Linked DNA regions of Mus musculus: region 1 is linked to region 2. The links are chromatin contacts, called in public promoter capture Hi-C maps. All regions are on one chromosome and are shown on one strand. The core of a region is the stretch at or near the end of the contact, and the rest is flanking DNA. Distances in the headings are between cores, read along the strand shown.

What was found. Promoter capture Hi-C pulls out the DNA fragments that hold promoters and counts their contacts.
Region 1: a promoter capture Hi-C map of hippocampal neurons shows a contact between it and region 2, with 5 times the contacts expected there. The contact joins the promoter of Cfap58 here to the enhancer-like site in region 2. A contact is called at or near these places in 14 of 39 promoter capture datasets (the 3T3-L1 cell line, 3T3-L1-derived adipocytes, the C10 cell line and 10 more), 17 of 484 Hi-C or Micro-C datasets (B cells, cardiomyocytes, cerebellum and 10 more), 1 of 115 datasets of contacts at active chromatin or transcription factors (embryonic limb bud) and 2 of 9 other capture datasets (embryonic stem cells and liver).

What each region holds. Positions count from the first base shown.
Region 1 is chr19:47,936,190-47,940,480 of GRCm38.p6, forward strand. Cfap58 (cilia and flagella associated protein 58) reads left to right here and starts at 1,523. Exons shown (of 18, transcript NM_001163267.1): 1 at 1,523-1,647. The coding sequence starts at 1,639.
Region 2 is chr19:47,354,382-47,358,483 of GRCm38.p6, forward strand. All of the region lies in intron 5 of Sh3pxd2a (SH3 and PX domains 2A), which reads right to left. Among named protein-coding and RNA genes, the nearest start is that of Gm29834, 70 kb to the left of the region's middle. Within about 2 kb of position 2,365, at least 40 of the 459 cell types and tissues checked have an H3K27ac peak or open chromatin away from gene starts, as enhancers often do. A contact at or near this core is called in B cells and hippocampal neurons, where this site is marked.

The DNA of each region.
Region 1 (4,291 bases), core at 273-2,772, 580 kb after region 2:
CCAAAGTAGCAGACCCTTTTAAGCAGCTGCAAATGGAGAAGTTTTACAAGTCAAAAAGGTGACATGAAAAGGAGTTTTTACCCTCTTGATTGGCATAGATTTCTAAATATTACTATAAAAATATGTATGTATTACTATAAAAATTAAAAAGACCTACTTAAGCATTCCCCAAAGGAATGTTATTGAAACGTCCAAATAAAGAAAAGTAAAATTTTCCTATGTCATTTTATTATTTTTATTCTTTGAAATTTCAATAAATATTTACAGGGATAAAAATGTTGGCAAAGGTTATGAACAGGGAAGCTCACAGAAGGGAGGCCCAGAGCAGCTCGTGTTCATAGGAAGAAAAATGCTCAATTTCTTCAGTGGAGGAAGCGAAAGTAAAAGCAAAATGTGCCTCTGCTTCTTCCAGCCCATTGACAGAATTTGAAAATTGCCTAATTAGATGAACTAATGTTTGTCTAGCCCTTGCTTGATGCTCAGTAAACGCCGGATGGGTGCAGAACCTGGGACATTCGCTGTGGTACAACATATATAGGGCAGTGCCATTAAGGGATTGCACCTTTGCTGTTGGAAAGCAGAGTCCACTTTTAGGCAGGAAAAGGTACACGCTTCGGATAGTCACGTGGTCACTGCGTCTTAGGTTCACGAGTTGCTACGGAACAGAGCTTTTGCCTATGTGTAGTGGGTGAAGTGGAAGAATACATCTTACAATAGGGACATGGAAAAGGAGAGGAGAGGTTGTCTTAGCCCCAGTGGCCCTTCGGTGAGATTTCTTTTGCAGAACACACATGCGTGTTCTAATATGATGTCCCCTAGGATTCCCCTATGCACAACCTCGCTCATCAATATCTCCTACAGGGGAATTTATATATAGGTCCGTAAAATGCACACCAGTCAACAATGGCTATGGTGGTGATTGGTGAATTGGAGGCAGCCTTGTTATTCAACATTTGAGGAAGGAAATGACATGTGTCGGGTCTTCAATTTGAAATGCCAAGCAGAAGTCTGAAGCAACGGACACCAGTGCAATAAAATTAGGCCCTAGAAAAGAACGCTGCCCAGTGAGAAAAGAACATATTTCTAACGTTCATTAGCAAACTAATAAAAACACACGAGAAAATGGGATTGATTTTTTTTAAAAATACATATCTGAGCACACAAGCACTTATTAACAATCTTTGTGGCTGAATTTGAGGGTTGGGAAATAGGGCTAGCGATAAAGAGAAAGAAAACCACATTTCACGAACAAGACTGATTATCCATCCCAGCTCTATGCATTCACAGTGCACTGGTTTCTTGAGTCTGGGGATTCTGCTATGCCTCTCAGGGGCACGGTTCCTTGGCTCCATCCCCTTCAGGATATATTTGCATATTTCTCTGCGGACCACTGCCGGGTACCGACCTACGGGGCTCCGCCCCTTTCGAACCTGTGCTTTGCCTCAGCGGCAGGGGGCGTGGCGGTTGCCAGGCGACCGAAGACGCACCGAGCGCCGGATTTCGGCGCCCGGGCTGGCGATCAGAAAAACGTGTCGCCCTTTTAGACACTGGGGGCAGTGCACAGCCCCTTCTCCAGACTCCAGCCCAGTTTTCTGATCTCCTCGGCAGCCTTTGAGGCCGCCTCCAAACAGCGTCAGGATGACGGAGGTCAGGAGTCAGAGCCCCTCTTTTTCTCCTTGGTTCTCTTCCTGTCATCTCTTTCCTACTGGAACTCATCCTTTGTTACACTCACTAATTCTGATCCTCCTTCACAAGCACCCCTGCTATATGCATCCTCACGCTTTTTCTCTCGTGGCTCTGTCCCACCTCTCCTCTCTTCATGAATTCGCAGACCGTGACTGGCAGTCTGAACTGCGGGCGATTACTGATACCGCAGCAGAGATGTTATTGAAAATGTCTCATTGTTACTTTCCTCATTAACCTCTCCACCTGTCGCGCCCTGATCCCCTAACACATGATCACCAGCTGTCACACTTTCATCACGGCCCTCCAGCTCATTGTCATTGCCCTGTGCTCTCATTGACCCCGTGTTAACATCCCGCAGCCCCGTCTCTCGCCTGTGTTACTGGACACTTCATCTTCAGCTGCACTGATGAGGGCTGACTTCTGCATCCTTCAGTAACCTGTCTGTCCATTAGCCCTCTCATCTATAACCTCGACAGCCCTACATCCTTGCCATCACTTGACATGCAGAGTTCTCATTTATCTTGGTCTTACTTAAATTCTTCACCGATCTATCAGAGTGCACCCGCACCTTACCTATTATATACCATTTCCAGCCAGTATCAGCTGTATAATCTGTGAGTTCCAGAGTAAAATGAAAAGCTTTTTAAAATTACTAAGACTTTTAAGCTGTGACAGCAGAGAATTTAACCAAGGTAGAAGTCTTCTGAGTACTAAGTCTTGAGTGAGTGACTGGGCCCACACCCATGAAACCAGCCCCGGTCCCAACATCTCCTAGCACAACCGTGCCCCGCCCAATTGCTTCTTGTCCTCTCTCTGCCTTTGCATCTCCTCACCATTCCATCTCCTCCACCTCAACTCTGCCTTTGTAAGCTCCACCCCCATCGTTCCTTATCCCCCCACACTGTCCCTGCTCCCAGTTGCCATCACTCAGTGTCCCGGGAGACTGTGGTCACATCACCGCTCCCCACTACCTGGTCTCTTTCATGACTCTTCACTTCCCATCTTCGCTTCTTGGTTCTGCTTGCTCTCATTTTTATTCCTCATTCTTTTGCTTTGCTTTGTGTTTTCTCTGGTTCTCACTGTCCTCTTCTCAGTTCATTGTTCTTCATTCTCCATGTTTTCCTCCCTGGAAAACTTGTTGTCTGCAGGACAAGCTGATGACCTGCAGAGCCCAGAGCACTTGGCGGCATGTGGCAGACATTCTAGGTAGATGAATGGTGGAATGTCACAGTTCCTCGTAGCACTTCATGTTGATCTCCCTGTAAATACCCACTTGGCCACAATGTAGAAGATACCAACTGCCCATTGGTCAGAGCTAGAGTTTTGTTTTCTCTTTGCCTTTAATAGAATACTTTTTGAAGCGACAACAGAAAAATACATCTCTTTTGTTCACAAAAGTTTCTTTAACATATTCTTTTTTTTTTTTTTTGATATTTTTTCCATTCCTGCAGTAAGTGCCAGGTGCACAGGGAGAACCTGGGTGCAAACAAATCGTTAGGCTGCTGATCAAGTGTTGACGTTAACACCACTTTCCAGGCAAGAGCGCAGAACGCTGTTGCAATAAATGTGTCTGTGACTCAGGTTTTGTATCAATGAGTTGGAGCAATAGCAGCTCCACATTTGCTTAATAGGATTTTTTCTTTCTTTGTGCGTTGGTTGAATCATGCTCTATGCAATAATCTGCTTTTAGTAAGGAAAACTCTGTTGGGTTTAAAATAGTACCAAAGCTGTTACACCGAGTGTTACAGGCATGGTGTCTATTTAAATCTCTAAAAACCATGTTTTGCTTGCACATCATGTGTAGGGATTTAACTAACAGTACAAGATTTTTTTTTTTTTTGCTTTTAAACTAAGATTATATAAGGTTTCCTCACACTGGGCATGCTATGCTTGTCGGGAGAAGAGGCAAACTAGGCTACTTATAATCTCCAGGATGGATTAGAGTTTTATTATTATTGGATGAAAGACCATTTTGTTTGATTTCTTTGATGAGCAGTGGGTGGCTGCCATTAAGGTCTTTTGGGTGTAGGCTGTCAAAGCAGAATGTGGAAAGTATAAATCAAGTCTGCAAACCGTACCCACGGTTAGAAGTTATGAGTGGGTCTTTGTGGCCGACAGAGCATACATCCGCATCCCTTAGCACAGCATCCCATTCCCCTAGGCTATCTCTGCCTCTTCTCCTAGTCACAGCTCTGATGGGTGGGCATCTCAGGCACTTGTGTGGCTGTGAGCTGCTCCTTGGGCACTGCCAGCTGCAGGGAGGGAATGATCTTTTCTCTAGAGCCACCTGTGAGAATCCTTTCTTTCCGTCTAGTGGTCTGAGTACCGCTTCTTTCACAAAGTGTACTTTATACTGGAAGTTGGGAGGAAGTCTCCTTTTATGTGTTCTTAAAGCACACAGAATGCATTTTTATGGCAGGGACTGAATTCTCTATTTCCGTTACCAGAGAACATACTCGACCAGGTAGTAAAACTGAAATAACCCCCCAGATGGGACATTTGTTCCTTATCTTGGTTGCCTTTATAGGCTCCATCACAGAACTCCCCTATAGAAGGGGGAATAAATGTCCCTTGAATGGATGGATGAATGCATTAGCCATACCTT
Region 2 (4,102 bases), core at 1,115-3,614:
GCTGAGATGATAGAGCATCTCTGCACAGATGGGAAGAGAGTCGGACTCTGTGGGTAAAGCACTCTGCCGAGGTCAGAGGGCTGCTAGGTTGCAGAGTTGGGGGTCCCAAGACCCCTGTGATATGGCTGCCCCTTTGCTTTCAGATTTCCCAGGAATCCCCTCTGCTGTGAGGCTGCCAGGCCTCCTTGGGGGCTCCTGGATCCCAGGGAAAGGGAACGAATGAATGCCAAGTCTAGATGTCTTCAGTGTGTCAGGCCAAGAGGCGGACTTAATGAGGCCGCTCCACAAAGGGGCAGGCGGCTGCCACATTCCACACAGTGGGCTCAACAGGCAGGCCAGCGGCTCCCAGCCAAGGGCCTTTGTGGCTGGGGAAACTCAGCAAAGAGCCTCCCCACGCCAGCTTGGGGGCTTCCCAATGTCCTACCGACTGTGTGTGTGTTACATTTCTGAGCGTGTCCAAGTGTAACTCTGATGGACCCCAAAGGCCAGTCCAGCACTGGGGTGTCAAGACTTAGTTTTCAGGCCTAGCTTTGCCTTCTTTATGCCTCAGTTTCCAGGATTAGACTGGGTTTTATCAGCTCTAGGTCTCCCACAGACTTGCTTCCCTCGGGTTCTGGAGCCCAGATAGGGGCAGGAATGGTGGCAGTTGCTATTGAACCACCCTTCCCACCCCCATTAAACACTGCCTTCTCAATGGTGGGGAGACGGGAAGAATCCCTCATTGCTGTCCCGATTACCGATCCCAACAGTGACAGGAGCCCTACATTGGTCAAGTGTTCCCGCCATGTAGCTTCGAAACCACGTCTCTGACAGCGCTTGGCTCACCGTGACATGCCTGTGGTAGATATGCCTAACCCCATTCCCTAGAGACTCCCCAGGAGGCTGCTCCCCACCACAGCCTCTCCTGTATATGGGCCCCATGGGTTCTCCAAGGCCCATGGCAGGAGCCCTCCTGGACTGGATAGCTGTTAGATTGCTTCCTATTCAGCCACTGTACCTGAGACACCAGCAGTGCAGCCCCCCTGAGCATCCCTGCCTCTTCCAGGCAGCACAGACCTTGTGCCCCGAGGCAGTGCCAGTCCAGTCTCCACTAGGTAGGGTCAATGTTCACAGTAGCACCAACTAGATGCTCCACTCAGTACTGTATCTGCAGAGAACCTACTGGGTCTCAGGTTCAAAAGAGCTCACTCCTTATCTCTGGGGCTGTGAGACGGAAAGAAGATGTCAAGGTGGCTGTGAAAGAGATGGGGAGGGAGGGTAAATCAGACGATGAGGCACTGAAGGGAGAGAAGAGAAGGAAGACAGGGCCCTGGGGTTAGAGCTGGGGAGGTTGGCTTCCCAGGAATAGGACATGAGAGAAGCCCAGTGAGTCACCCTTAGCACAGTGTACATCACCCATGTCTAACTCACTCAGGCCTTTGGGACTCCCCACAATTGCTGTGTGCCAGTGGGCTGTATGTGGGCTGACAGGGGTGCTGGGCATCCCTGGAGTCAGGCACGCCTATAGCTTGAGCTGCTGGCTCCTGCAGAGCTGTTACTACTAACACTGGCTGCCTCCCTCCCTCTCTCCCTGCCCGGTGTCATCTCCCAAATGAACTGCAAGAACTGGGTATGACGGATGGTAAGCCAAGGTAAATATTGCTCTTGGGGTGATCTGGTCTCGGTGGTATGCCTGATAAGGCCCTCTCAGTCACTAAATCTGGGCCCAATGGTACACAGACATCCATGCAAGCAAACCAGCCGTAATGCAGTGGTGATACACTTTCCAGGAAGAGTGGTAAACATATTCTGAAATTGGTAGTGATAGCCACACAGTGGGGACTGGGCTGCTAGTTGTCACATCAGTGGTACACTTGAGACCATTTGAAAGGCTGGATGTAGCTGGCGGGGGGGGGGGGGGGGGGGGGAGCGTCTGAGCCTCAGCACTGAGTTAGACTCTCAGGCTCACAGCCTGTCAGTGGCAGTTCTAGGCTGGGTGGGACACAAAGTCAGCTGTATGCACTCTTGATCACCCCCACCTCCACCTCTACCTCTGCCCCAGTGACAAGTAAGCTGGCTACCTGCTAGAGAGCCAGAGGGATTGATTATAGTTAGTGGGAGGAAGCCTAGATTTTTCTGGGTGCTTCTTGGAACAGGCTTCCTGTGCCCACCAGATGGCGCCCATCCTTAGAGTTTTATCCAGGAGCTCTGGAGGCCAGAGGAAAGTCTCCAGGACCACCCCTGGTGTCTCTATAGACATACACCTTGGGGTGGGGGTGGGGAGGGGGTGGAGATACAGCCATTTGCCTCAACTGAAGTAGGGATTACCAGCTTCCTGGGAGAATAACAATAGACAGACAGTACCAATGCAGGTGGCTGTAATACTCAGTCTTACCACCAGGTGGCGAAAGATACACACAGATCTGGAATGAGGCACTGGTTCTAAGGATCTCAAAGTTAGACTGGCGCTCAAACTCCAACCTTAAGCGCCTTACAGACCACTATAGCAAAGGATCCTAGGGATTTCAGAAAGCTTGCTCCTCACTTTGAGGTAGTGTTTGTTTGTTTCTCTGCTTGCTTGCTTGTGTTTTCTGCTCTTATAGCCATTATACCTAAGTTGTTACACACTTGGACCACAGCAATAGGCACCTAGTTCTGACAGGACCACAAGATATCAGAGCCAGGAGGAACTCAGAGACACCCAGATTCTGTCCCCATATCTGATGCCAGTGTCGATGGAGCTAGTAATGGCCTTGTACCCACCTCCTCTCAGAACACTTCCTAAGGCTCCTTCAGAGACAGCCTCTTTCCTGAGGTTGGCTGCAGACTCCCTCCGGGTAGGTGTCCCCACCTGCTCTCTGACTTGAGTAGCTGACCATCCCTTGGTCTCAGGTAGAAGGCCTTTATGCTCTTTATGCGAGCCTCCGAGCACCTGACCAGGCTGGCCCGGTGCTGTGGGAAGCCCTGAGCCTACACAATCTCTTCTCCTGCCCCACTGGATCAGCAGCTGCCATTGTTAGAAGAGCCCTGGGCCTTAAACAATTAAGCACCAAGTAGGTGGAGGTGGAGCTGGGTTCAGCACCTGTGATGCTATCTGCTGCCTCCCACAGGGTGAGCACTCCCTTGCAGTGCCTTCCTCCCTCAGACTGAGTTTCCTTGCCAGGGATGAGGCTGTACCTCGGACATTGGCCCCTGGGCCTCACAAAGTATATAGTCAGCTGATGAACAGCCTTCTCCCTGGTGCCATCAGAAGGCCTGCGTCAGAGTGGAGAAGGCCCAGTTTTAAGTTCAGCTCTGATTTGCACTGTCCCTGAGAGGTCACCAACTGGGGGGTTATACTCAAGAGTAGACAGCTATGGTCAGAATGAGCCTTTGGGCTTTGAGGAGAAAGGGGCCACCCGTCCTGGGGGAGGCAGAACACCTGCCTGCTGGATAGACCTGCGTGGGTGGGTAGATGGGGCTTACCTGTCCTGATGGAGATGCCCCAGGGTACCTGGGCCTCAGCCATGAGACAGGAAGTATGTGGAAATGAGAGACACCCACACCCCAACTCCTCCCAAGGCTGGGGATCAGGGGAGAACAGAAAGCACAATGTGAGAAAAATACCAGGACCCCAGGTCACCCTGTAGAGGCACCCCTATATTTTCCCTACGCTCTTGTTTAAGGGAGCCAGAAACCCTGTGTCAGCCCTGACGACAGCCTTTCGGCCTGCACCAAGCCCTCACTGACCTTTGCTGGAGTGACGGTCAGGCCAGACAAGGGCTTTTGAATCCTCGTCCCTCCTGTTGGTCTATCCAGCATGGTAGCGGGGACACAGAGGCTCTGTTCCTCGGTGCGGACACATTTCCCGTGGGCACCTTTGCACCCAGGTAGAAGGGACTGTGGTGGAGGTGGGCAGAATGCACTTACAGAGTCCTGTGCCCTTCCTCATCCAATCTCTCTCTGACCCACAGCCACTGGGCCGGGCTGGGTAAGACCGATTCTATGAAGAGATTCTCTGTGCATTAGCCAGTGGCCGCGGATGGGTTGCTGGGAGCACAGGGTGGCCCATGTCCCTGGCCAGACGAATGATGACAGATGAATAGAGTTGCCTAGCTGAGGGTCTCACCAGGACGCAGCCCAG